Regions from separate parts of the Astyanax mexicanus genome. Here region 1 is linked to region 2. Evidence: chromatin contacts called from public Hi-C data. All regions are on one chromosome and are shown on one strand. The core of a region is the stretch at or near the end of the contact, and the rest is flanking DNA. Distances in the headings are between cores, read along the strand shown. Region 1 holds the start of tln1 (talin 1). Region 2 overlaps tln1 (talin 1).

Region 1 (6,876 bases), core at 3,068-5,567, 53 kb after region 2:
CAACAAGAGGATCAAGTTCATGCACTAAACAGCACAATGACATTGTTTACCAAGTTTCAGTCAATATACTCTCCAGTCTACTCTAACTACCCTCCAGCCCGCTTTATTGATTGGTCAGCAGTATCGACTGAGGCTTTGAGTGGTCATTATTTACTCCAAATGTTCAGTGCACAAAAACAATGCTGTGATTTATACTGCGCTTAACTTAAACAGTTGGTGCGTTGGTTCACATCATGCAATTTTTTTTGTATAAACTTACAGTACATGCATTTGAATATTATAATTCACACTAATCATCAGGATGTGTGGGACTTTACATTAATTTCACACAATTACACTGGAAAAATGGCAGTCACTATATAATAGGATAGTCTTATTAGCTTACACACATATGCACACAATTCATGATTCAAGCCACAGCAGCGAGATATACATTACTCTAAAAAATATTTTGCAAATACATTCTGCCTCACATAGATGTCATGAAAATTAATACAGTGAGTATTTTATTTTATATCAAGCATTGTAGCAGGACATAGACATGGATATGCTGTGGATAGATATGTACTCATCTTTTAGAAAAAAAATATCTGTTTGTGTTCATTCAATTTTATTGCAATATTAATACGTTTGTATAGAATTTCAAAACACTATTCTGCTACAGCTCTTTATATTGGCATTGTTACACTCCTGCTACACAGCCAAATAGGCCAGACAAAGCAGATTAACACCCCCTAGTTTTGAATCCAGCGCACCAGGTCCCACCCTGCAGCTCATCTAAATGGGCTACCCCTGGGCAGATTAGCTCATCTTGCATAAACCAAAAGGCAGAACGAGACAAAATTGAACTGAATGCTCTTTCAACCACCTAAGAAAAGGGAAGAACCCATACAGAGAACGCCTGAGGATGAACCACCCCAAGACCCATGCAAACCATTGAGGCAGCATAACGACTATGCCACACAGTCCGCTGTCGGCACAATGTGGGTCAAACTGCATGGAAATTAATTGCTGGTTCATAAAGCAATTTTGCAGTGACAACACCCGCTAACCTTGAATAGATAGATGAAGAGATATCTGCTGAGTGACGGCTCTGCTGGAGCGAAGTCAGTGTTTACTATGATAATTACACCCTACTGGTTAGCAGATTACATGTCATACTTTGATGTGGGTAACTGGAACATTTGGCAAAAACAAAAATGTGTCATTCCTGACAAACAATGCCAAACAGTCTATTTCAAAACACTTTCACATCTAGTAAGAACTTTAGTATTCCAGGTAGGATAATCCATCAAGATAGCATATCTTCTAAAGCGAATACTGTATTTTTGCATGCCGTGTCATACTTAATGAGGTAGTTTCCTGGACAAAGATTAACCCTAGTTGTATACTATATTTTCTTTAAATGGGAAATCTCTATCTCAAAATGCTGTGTAGGCTAAAAATCTCATTAGCATCCTGCCTATCCCCTTCCCTTACCCAAAATGTAAGCGATTGGCTAAGACATGTTTAAGGTCTGAAGCTTGCTTATATTAATTTAACCTAAAAATACTGTAATACTAAATTTACAGTGCTAAAAGTAAGTCTCTGACACTCTAATTCACACTAATTTAGATGACTTCAGTATTTACACTAATAGCTAAAAAAAAAAGACATGTCTTGGCCAATCTATCAAGTTCGGGGTAAGAGAAAAACTGCAAATTTAACTTCTGGCTAAATCTTTTCTTTATGTCAGCAGTGTATGCAGGCTGAACTGTTCAGTAAAGGTGTAATTCACAGTTGTACATCTTTACACTCTCAGCCTCCTAGACTGTTTCTCCAAATATGTGCAGACTTTCCATCCCTGCAGGGTGCATCTTTTCCTCTGATATCACCCATCTGACAGCTCCTGTGCAGCCACACATACGCACGCACACACACACACTCTGTTGTGCCACCCTACTACCATGCAGGAAAGCATACAATGAAATGAAACATGGTGATAGGTGGCAGGGTCAAATTACTACTTACATTACCTGGAACACCAAGCCCAGCTGCACCAGGGAAATGTATTTGTATACAAACAGGGACCAAATATGTGTAGAAAAATTGAGCACATACACAAACACCCAATCTCTCAACAGTTCAATTGTACTTATAGGGAGGCGGTCTCCTCTTTGCTGCTTTAAAAGCTTCTACTCCTCTGGGAGGGCTTTACACTAGATATTTGACCACTGTTGTTATGACTGCACTGAATCACCAGAGTGCTAACTAGTGAGGTAAGGTACACATGGCACCATAGCTCATCCCATAGGTATGGCATGAGGCTCCATCAACCCAGAGAGATGAGAGACATATAACTTGCCCCTCAAGATGTAGTGATTACAAAGACAGTCACAAAGTAAAATACATGTTTTACTGTTTTTAATTTAGTATTTTGAAGGTCTTTTTGTTTAAAAACAAAGTGTACATACCAGTCAGCATATAGCATACACTCTGTCTTGAACTTATTTGACATGTTGGACATCCTGTAGTTACAGTACGCAAGCACACAGTGCAACCGCTGAGCAACTTGTTTAGGAAAATTTTGGAAATGTCTATGCCTACAAACATTATGGAATATATCATATTGATTTATGCAGTTCTGTATAGGATTGTATTGTATTTTGGAATGTATGCTTAAGCCTCTTTTAAGCCACTTTTTTTGTAAATACAGAATCCCTTTAATTTTTAATGTTATGCCTCCATTAAATAAAATAAGAAAGAAGAATTTGGTTTAACATTCTAACTTAAGGTGAAGTGATCAAACAAAGCCACATAGGATGCAATACCAGTAATTTACTTGATGAATATCGTGTTTAAATAACATTTTAACTTTTAAATACCTTTTAAGATAAAATATTTAAATATGTATATGCGCAGCAATATGAAGTTAAATATTTTATTACATACATAGATTTTAATTTACATTTTTGCTTATTTAAACACTGTTTTTTATTTGTTGCCAACATTAGGCAGTCAAGTCTTAAGACATTGGACATTACAATCGTAAAATATCATGGTACTATTACTTTGGTACTTCTACGTAAGGTGTAATTTTTTCAACTTTAACACGGGTAGCCACATGATTTAGGCATTTCGTCCACCTCTGTCTAACCTAGCTGAGACTGGCACTGGTCATGATGACCTTAGCCTCGTGAGTGGCTGCTCCAGAGTGCCTCATTCTACCGGTAATGCTCTTCTATGTTGGACAGTTAGCTAGTTAACCTAGTGCGCACACATTCAGTACACTTTATTATTACTATATATCTCTCTCTCTCAGTGCCCTATTCAGTAACTAGTTAAGTTCACTAGCTGGCTAGCTTTGTTAGGAAGTTTTTTAGCATTATAACGCTTGAAATCATAGCTACATTAGCTAATTAGAGACACATGATCTCCAAATCTATGAGTAAGCACTGAGCTTCAGACAGGAGGTCAAGATGAGCTGTACACTTGGCAATACTTTCTAGGATGGCGGCTATTACACGTTTGTTAAACTAGAAACGTGACATCAGGCATGAAGTTGACCGTTACAGGCCCGAGCTCATAACTCAGCTAACATAGGTTAGCTCACTTAAGTTAAGCTGCCGTACTTGACTTTTTACTCCCAAACTCTCATTAACTCACACAGTTAACGTTAGTGTACTTTGTATTCGGGCACATTACAGCTATTGCCACTCATAAATACAATTTTAACACAATATTTTAATAATCAAAGGTTAACAATAGGCTTTCAGAAAGTATGAGAACTGTAACGCTAGCTAATCTTCCGCGTTTCATATCAACAGGTTTAGGTTTAGCCAGTAAACCGTTAAAGCTGAGAGAACCTAGCGTTAGCTAACTAAAGTTAGCTCAGCATTTCTGCTCTCATGTTCTCCAGCTCTCTCATTCCTCACAGCATCTATTTTGGAATTTATCGTAATTTAGTCGAATAGTTCTGCATTAAACCCATAATATGACAGAATAAAAGTAACTTACACTACTCGCTAAATAAACTGCAGAGAAAACGCGTTGACTGAGGGCGACTCGTCGGAAGGAACTTCCCACCCTTCACAAAGTTTTCACCAAACGTTTCTTTCCACAGACAGTTTCCACTTCGCCTTACCTCCCCGCTTTCCTCGACCTCCGGCCGTCCACCTTCGGACTACAGTCGGTGTAAATATAGTCCCGTTCCCCAGTCAAAGTGGTGTAAGTTCCAGAAATGTTGGTAAAATGTCAGATTCTGGGTTTTTTCCTTGCCTCCGTTTGTCTGGTTGAGGCAGCGTCAAAGCTCCACCCTGCAGCAGCAGCAGCAGCCCGGCTAACGCTATTTTTTCCCACACCCGTATCCGCACAGGCCACGCCCCTCCTCAAAAGTGATTGGTCGTTCAGCGACTAGACTCAGAACTACTCATAGACGTGTACATGAAAAAGTAGTATAAGAAGTACCTTTGTAACGAATATCTTATTTTATAAACGTGACCAATTTACTTGTTTTCTGTGAATCTGTGAAAAGATTTTCTTTATTTTTTTCGTTCTTTCTGTCTTTCTTTATTTATTATTTTCCTTACTGTAAACCAAATATTAACCATGTCTCTTATGGACGTTATTGTTAATTTGTTATTTCTCTAGTGTGAACCAAACATATGGAACATGTAAAAACCTATTTTGTTCTTACCACTAGGTTATTTATACATATGTGTAAGTTAGACAGAACTGCTCCTAACTATTAAGCTTAAGCTTCCTTTAAACTAATAAATAACCCTCCAAAAAGCAACAAATGTCTGATATCTTATGAAACGTATGTATAACTTAATTTTGTTTTTGTCATAATTTATGTATATTTATATTTTCTGTACCTTGAATATCCTCATAATTTATATGTTGTAATTATGTGTGCAGCATTTAATATCTATTACTTATACTGTATAACAATAAAAAGCTAAATAGTTTATTGTTAAAAGTAAACAACAAAAATGATGTGAAAATGTGAAAAGAACATAAGCCTAAACACGCAGATAAAATATATATTATTTATTTAGTGATTTAATTAGTACTCCACTTTAAAAAAAAAAACAAGTATTGCCACAATAACCCAGCAAACACACAAAGTAGTTAAAACGTGGTTTCCTCTAACAATGTTGCTACAACATTGTTTAAAGTTGGCCCTGTTCATTGTCACAACTTTGTTTAATTAGGCAACACTCCCTCTAAGTAATAAGACTACAGTACCTTTTGACTTTCTGACTTTCTTAGATGTCGGTCATGTTACATTATGCATTATCTGGCAACAAAACACATTCTATTTTAGAACATTGTTGATGGCACAACGTTGTGACAAAATAATCAACATAACCAAAACAACCGTGTTTTTTTTTTTTTTTGGTGGGAACAAGCTAAAATAAAGAGGTCACAAGAAGATTAGAACTGCAGTAAGAGAGAATAAAACGTCCTAGTCTGTGCCTCAGCCAATCTTATTATAGGGGGGCGGGGCTTGGCGGAATAGGAGTGGAGTTAAATTATACCACTCTGAGCTATGCAGACAAGCAGAGGGCGTAGATATGGTAGATTTCATAAACCGGATGCCTTTTCACTCAACAACAAAAGCCAGCCAGGAGGGGAATGTTCTGCAGATCTTCACAGATAGAGAAGCAGCGGAACGATACAGTTCACAACTTTCATTTTCTCTCTTTCTTTCTCTTCTATTGTTTCTATTTTTCTGAGAGGGGGCAGCTCATGTCCTCCACAACAAAAAATGCCAGAAATTGAGAAATTTTTGCTATTGCTATGGTGGTCCACTAGAACACTCCACTGCTGATAAATAATGTGGTTTATTTAAATTAAAACATAAAAGTATAGACGAAAAACTTAAGCTCAGCACTGCAGCTCTTCCTTTCGCTTTTACTCTGGAAAACAGGCCCACTATTACAGCTCCATCCTGTGGTCTGATAGTAAAACAGCAGTACAACAAAGTTCTGTAAACAGAAAATAGACTCGGTTGTCAATGGAGGTCTATATAATCAGACAAAACTCATTAAAAGGTTCTTGAGTTATGACTTTCTGACAACACACCAATCATATTTCCAGCCTAATCAAGCACTTTTTAACTTCTTAACAGGCAAATATTTTTTTTAATTTTCTGCCTGATATTATAAGACTAAACCTTGTAATAGCATTACATAAAAAGGTTTCACGTGTAATAATAAACGTTACTGCAAATCTGAATTGTAAGTGTAATAGAAATTATTTTAAAAAAATTACTTTAAAAAACTTTAAAAATATAATGAATAACAATCGTAACATTGGCACTTTCCTTAACTTCATTTTAAAAATCACTATTTTCCAGAATACAAATCAAACATTTCATGTCCTCCAAACTTTTCGTTTCATTACAGTTGTCTAATTTTTGTCTACATTCAAACCTGCAGAATTTGGGGTTAATTTATGTTACTGATCTAAAATGATAAAGTAGAGCAGAGAATGAACAGGTAGCTTCAACAAGTAACCTGTAGGAGTCTCTCTAAAGACCACAAATTTTTCAGAATGTGAATAACCTATTTTACTGCAGAGAATAAGGATTTTGTATCATCTACACTCGTAGCCTGTATACGTTCCAAAGCCTGTAAAGGGGTTAAGTGGCGGGGTTATTCCTTAAATATAATTAAATAGCTTGATTTTTACGAAAATTCTCTTCAAAAGTTCAAGATATGTCTTTAAAAAATGTGTTATTTAAACACATTGTAAAAAGCAGCACTGCAGGCATGGCAAAAACAAAATGCATAAAAAAACTGTTGCATAAAGCTTTACATAATTCTATAATTGTAATGCATCAATTCAGAGTGAATATTAATATATATTTTAAACAGCTGAGTCATTCTG
Region 2 (6,602 bases), core at 4,085-6,584:
GAGATGCTGAGCCACAGTACCAGACTGAAAGCTTTTAGAGCAGAGAGAGGGAGTGCATAAACATGACTCACCATCCTCCCTCCAACACACCCATTATGGTGAACTTCAGCGTGTATGTGTGTGTTCACATGTGCGTGTGTGTGCGCATTTGTGTGTTCTAAAAGGTAAGAAAAACAAAAGAACAGATTGTGTATGTGTGGGCACAAAAGGTAATGGAGAAAAGGCAAGATGGAACAAAAGAAAATGGGAAAAAAAGAAAAGATTGATGTCAATTTTTTGCAGAAGGAACACAACTAAAAAGAAGAAAAGTCAGAAAAACAACCCAGCAACAAAGAAGTAAGATATTCAGAGAAATTCAGTAAGCATAAAAAAAGAAAGCGAAAGAAAGATTAAATGGGTGGCTGAGGAGGCTCATTTTATTCACTCATTTTATCCGGTCCCCTAACTCCAGATGTTTTATACACCAGCAGACTGACACACTTCTCTCCACACGGGTCTAATTAGGTTGATGAAATGGGGTGGAAATCATCAGGGGGAAGAAGACACAAACAAAACAGAAATACACACACACACACACACAAGCTATACAGAGATATTTGCTCATGTTTACCTGGGCGGCGGCTTCAGTAAGGCCACAGAGGGCTTTGGAGGCTGAGCTGACTGCGTCCCCAAACTCAGGCAGGTTACTGTTCTTTGCGTTGTGGGAGATACCAGCCATAGCTTCACCCAAAACCTGCACAGGATCACAAACATGATACAAATCACTCACATTGTCCATAAACCTACTTCTAAATACACAAAAAGAAAGACTGTAGGTAAGATATGAGTCTTTTAGAGAGTTTTTTAATGTGTACCTTTGAGTTCTCCATCACGCTGTCGATGCAGTCGAAGTAGCCCAGGTCATTCACTGCCTCAGTGGGATTCTCCAGCATGCCCCGCACAGTCTACAATCCAAACAATGAAACACACAAAAACATATTATGCTGCGCACTAGAAAAAAATGTATACAAAAGGAATATTAAAGGAAATATTCAAGTGTGGTTAAATCCAGGATATAGAAATAAACCAATAAAAGCAGAAAACGTTTGATTCAGTTAGTCACTTTTGATGCATTATAAAAGTGATTAAATTAATTGACTGATTGTTTATTTTGAACAATTAATCAAAGAATCACGTTTTTATTTCCACTTAAATTAACAGGCAGGAATATTATTAAGTCTATTAAGTCTTATTATTCATACACACAAAATTTCAAACTAACTGATTTATACTTATTGTCACAGGGTGTCACTACACCAAAATATGGTCCCACTCAGTGGAGCACCAGCTGAGCAAAATGGACTAATTAGCCCAAACTGTTCATACATATCCTAATAATGAGTTATTAAACAACAACCAAAAAAACCTAGCAAACTTCTTCATAGAGTGACATCATTTAGATTTATCGCAAACAATACAAATTTTAGCACAACCAATTTAAATGCTAGCGACAGTAGGCTAGCACACACACAGTCAGGACCCCCTGGCAGGTTTAGCATCTGCCTAATTTCACATAAACCCACCGTTACTGTCAGCAAACATATGATATTAGAGGAGAGGTCGTTAACCACCAACTGCTCTCTCCCCCTCTCTCCACTCGCCTCCACAGTCCTAGACTGTCTGAACACACTGCAGTAATGTAAACGGCACTTAAACCTGTACTGTATACATTTCAGTCCATTGCCCATCAATTTTTAAAATTTTAAAGACTATATTATTTGATGTATACTAGTTGTTAAATACGGGTAATTTGAAAAATAAGGAACAGTTAACTTTCAAAGATAGAATTCTTTGTAATCTTCTTTCTAATTTAAGAGACTCTATCTGAATAAACTATATAAAAGTGCTATTTATGACAAAATGACACAAAAAATTTTATAAAAATAAAATGCTGTGATAAACTGCAAAACTGCCAACATCCATATATTGCCCTGCACTAAAAGCATGTTATGTAAATTTCCAGCAAATCACTGCTGATTAATTGCAGATGTAATTTTAAAACCTTTTTTTTTTAATGTGATTGATTTAGCAAGGCAGCGCTGTATCTAACCATACATTTACACTGAGCAACAAGTATCTTTAGAACCACTGCGACTATAACAGTTCCGTTACATGACAGCACGACAACATCCAATTGTTTCTGTCAGATAAAAGTACACAGAGCGAGTAGTCACCATTCAATGACCCGTCACTACTTTGCCAACTCACCCGAATACACTGTCAAGACAGAGAAAAAGAAATGGAGCGAGAGTATGAAAGAATCAGAGAGAGAGAAAGAGATTGCGTGCAAGACAGTGAACAAAAGAGAAAGAACGTGAGATGAGAGCGGTACCTCAAGCTCCCTAAGTGCGTTGTCACACTCCTTCTGTCCCGGGGCCTGCTGGGTACACATGGTGATCAGCTGGTTGATGCTGTCAGTCACGGCACTGTGAAAACCGAGAATAAAAAGAAAGGTGAGATAATCATGAGGAGAGAGGAAAGAGAGAGGAGAAAGGGAGGGAGTGTGTGGGAGAGGGAGAGAGGAAACAGCAAAGAGGAAAGCAGAGAAATGGAATAGAGAGAGAGAAGGCAGAAACAGAGGGATAGAGAGAGAGAAAGAGAGAAACGGAAAGGGAGAGAGGCACTGGAGTAAGAGGGAGAGAGAGCTGAGAAATACAGTCCGCCCACATGCGTTACCACGCACTAGCTTCTCTCTCCCTCCATGAGATTCAGGCAGCTAAGCTCTGAGTGGCAGGATGAGTTTGGTAGTCCTGGCTAAGAAAGAGCTATCTTAGACAGAGAGAGAGAGAGAGAGAGAGAGAGAGAGAGAGAGAGAGAGAGAGAGAGAGAGAGAGAGAGAGAGAGAGAGAGAGAGAGAGAGAGAGAGAGAGAGACCCCCAGAGACGAGCAGGGCTCAGCTCCTGTAGCCAATGCTCTCCAGTTGGCCATTACATAATTGTGCCCATTTCCACTCAAATGTGTAAAATTAAAAGCATAGGACTGTATTATGTAATATACTCTGATAAAAGGAGGACAATGCAGTGTGTGAGTGTGTGTGCGCACAAGCACACATGTGGTTGTATGTATGTGAGTGAGTGAGCGTGCATGCGGGGGAGCATGCTGGATGCCAGAGTCAGTTGTACACAAGAAAAGTATAAAAGTATTCGTGTAACCCTTTTCACACAGCATTAACAACACAAATGCCACAAACAACAGATTAACACAACTCTGAAACAGTAATTAAGGACAATAAGCCTTTGAAAAAATTAAAGAATGGTAACTTAATGCAATATCCAATTCTTAATATTGCTGAATGTTGCATCCAGCAACACATCCAACCTGGTGCATTAAGTCACCAGTTATGCACAAGAACAAAGCAAATGAAATAACCTTTATTACCTAATTACTAATTTATTACCTGAAGTATTTTTAGCCCCTTTACAGAATAATATGTTGCAGTATAATTAGTGGAACTGGCTAATATTTTCAAACAGTGTCTGAAGCTACAGGAACAATATCGTGTTTATAAGCCCTGACTGAGTGTTTTGAATGTGTGGTCTGTTGCTGATGAAGAGAAAGAAACAGCTGATTGTTCTGACCGTGCTGCAGCAGCCAGCTGATTCTTCAGGTTGGGGGAATTTGGATCAGTGGACAGAGCCTTGGCTGCCAGCAGCAGCTTGCTAGATGACATGGAGATGGTCTTCAGGTTGGTTACCACCTGGGTCTGGTCTTCTTTAGACTACAGAGAGAAAAAAATAAAACTGTCAACAGTAGACAAAACAAAGTCAATCATTCACCATTGTGCTAAAATTTAATTTCCATCTTTAATGTATGCATGCAGAAAACACACATATTTGCACTAGCTCTAATTCACACAGTGGGTTTAGGTGCCTTAAACAGTGGAACCTTACTCAGTGGCCCAGCAGTGTTAACTTTTGCAAACCCAGGTACCATACCCATAAATGTATCACTCACAATTGCAAAATTATGTCTATTCATGAATAAAGTCTTAAGGAAAACTGACAAATTCTATCTAAATTCTAAACTGAAGTATTTACCTGTGATTGACCAGCCATGTCCACTCCAGCCTCCAAGAAGTGGCTGAAGTCTTTGCCGAACTTGCCCGAGGCCTTGGCCAGGTCCTGTGTTGTGCCACGAGATGCCTGCACCAACTCGTTGGCCGACTGGTTGAGACCGGCAGCTGCTTGGTTCAGGCCTGCCTGGGCCTCCTGGAAACTCTTCCCGCTGGCGGGAAACTAGAGGGGGTAGAGTGAAAAATAAAAAATATAATTTTAAATAACTTCATGGTATTTTTAAGGTAATAAATGGTATGTTTGCATGGCTTGAATCATAAGACAGATCTTGTATTAAAAAGATGTAAGCCAAGGACAAAGGATGTAATAAAATTCTGAGTATATTTAAACAGGGTTCGAGTGGGTTCATTAGATTGATATCAGACATACAGGTTGAAACTCATATGCAGCTAATTAAATCAATGAGCTACAGAAACCACAAATGATGCACAGTTTTGATCACATTCTAGCTTTTTTGTTTTGTTTATGAAGTTCATTATTTTAACTTAACCTGATTATATACATGATTTTAATTTTATAATTACAGTCCCTTTAAGTTGTAAATGCTTAACTGCATTTACCTGAATTACCCCCAATGTATTACAAAGTAAAAAAAAAAAACTTGATTTAGTTATTATTTTAAATATTTAAGAAAAAAAAAACTGTCATTATAATTGTTATAAATATGTTAGGAACAGATTATTAAACTTCAAACAATTTAACAATAGATTAAGATACAATTGTGCTCACCTGATCAGAGAGGAGCTTCTTGCTGGCCTCTCCCACAGTCCTAATAGCATTATCCACATCTCTTTGTCCAGGGAGGCAGTTCACAGATCGATTCAGGGCCTGGGACAAAGCCTTGGCCACCTGAATAAATAAATAAAAACACAGACAAATATCAGTACCATAGGATCTGAGATAGAAACTCTAATCATAGATTACTTGTACAGACAGCATTTATCTTTTCAAATGACTGAACACTCCAACAGAAAGAGAAGCAACAGAGGGTCTAACATCAGCAATTAAAAGGGAGGGTTTAGTTACTAAATATAAAGCCGCTCGGTTGTAATTATAATTTCATGAAGCGTGTTCTTGTGTGTCGAACCTGAGCCAGGCGCTGCTGACAGTCTGGGTCTCCTGGTTTGGCGACGGCTCTCTTGGTCTCTTCAATCAGGTTTGCTGACTTGTCCATGACGTCTCCGGTGCAGTCCAGCATGGCATTGCGGGCCTGCGGGTCTTCTGTTGTGGCGCCCACTCCGCGAGCGGCAGCAGCCAGAGAGCGAAGGGCCTGAGCCACGTCCCTCGCAGCCAGGCCTAAAGAGGAAGAAAAAAAACAACACATTTTATATGTTTGTATTAGTTTATTCAGCTCTTCACACTGTTTTAATAAACTTGTGAATGTTTCAACAGACCACATCGTCACAGTCACATATAATCATCATACCTCCATTTCATTATAATTTTCTTAATTTAAAGATTCTAGCTATACATGATGAATAGAAAATTCTAGAAATGTGGATGAGTAAAAGAAATGAATATTATATATAATAAAATATATAGTGATTATCTCCAATTTGTACCTATAAACATACTGCTTAATTACTGCAGGTAGGGGGTGCTGCAGGACTTTTGAGGGACAGGTACATTTGCCAAAACATTCTCAATAAGAGGTAAAGCACTATGTGCTGTACAATGCTTTAAAAGTACAAATCTGCCAATGCCCACTAGTGGTTGGCCATGCTAGACTACAAACAGGATGCTTAGTGGCAATTTTACCTGTATAGTTCTCATTGCCCTGTGCAGCTTCACTCAGCAACTGGGCAACTGCAGAGCTCACTGCTTTGGTGTTGGAGCCCAGGTCCTGAGAGCACTTCTCCAGCTAAAACACAAACATACACTCACACAGTCAGATTCAGTGCATATTCAATAGGTGTGTCATTTTTTACCAGTCTAGTCTAGTTAAGTACATCGTAAACAGGTTGCTGTTTCAGCTTTAATTTTCTTAGATATGCGGAGCAGCTCTAGTTTTATAAGGTCCCACTATGCTGTTGCATTTTAATCCCACACTACATTTGATGTTTGCACAGTTGTTTAAGCAGGTAGTTTGTCTGAGTACCATCACATCTCACACTGTAAATTCAGATGTGTAATAAAGGACAGAAAGAACCCGTTTTCACCTGGTAACTTCATGTGACTTATATCTGGAAAAGTACTGAAAAGACTTTAAGCACATGCATTTACATTTATTATTTTTTTAGTCAGAAAGACTGAAATTTGATTACTATATGGGACAAAATATGTAAATGTACTCATTATGCTGTGCTTATTACTGGTTTGGTTGTACTGGGAGGATTTTGGTTGTCAAATGTGTCTTGAAGGGACGGATATGTTTACACTACGCTAACATGCAGCTCAAGTGCATTTTTATCTGGTACAGCCTTATCTTCAAACAGGCCCACTTTTATTGGTATAGAATGGTACCCCTTACTCGCCAGACAAATGAACCCC

The links. Hi-C and Micro-C count contacts between places; a contact is called where the count stands out from the background.
Region 1: a Hi-C map of blood shows a contact between it and region 2, with 2.1 times the contacts expected there. The contact joins the promoter of tln1 here to the enhancer-like site in region 2. A contact is called at or near these places in 3 of 3 Hi-C or Micro-C datasets (blood and muscle).

The regions. Positions count from the first base shown.
Region 1 is chr20:27,066,900-27,073,775 of AstMex3_surface, forward strand. tln1 (talin 1) reads right to left here and starts at 4,318. Exons shown (of 58, transcript XM_022681254.2): 1 at 4,124-4,318.
Region 2 is chr20:27,013,062-27,019,663 of AstMex3_surface, forward strand. It overlaps tln1 (talin 1), which reads right to left. Exons shown (of 58, transcript XM_022681254.2): 28 at 5,871-5,973; 29 at 5,200-5,408; 30 at 4,842-4,961; 31 at 4,077-4,274; 32 at 3,618-3,757; 33 at 2,372-2,465; 34 at 855-944; 35 at 611-733. Among protein-coding and RNA genes, the nearest start is that of tpm2, 36 kb to the left of the region's middle. Within about 2 kb of position 5,335, the one cell type or tissue checked has an H3K27ac peak away from gene starts, as active enhancers do.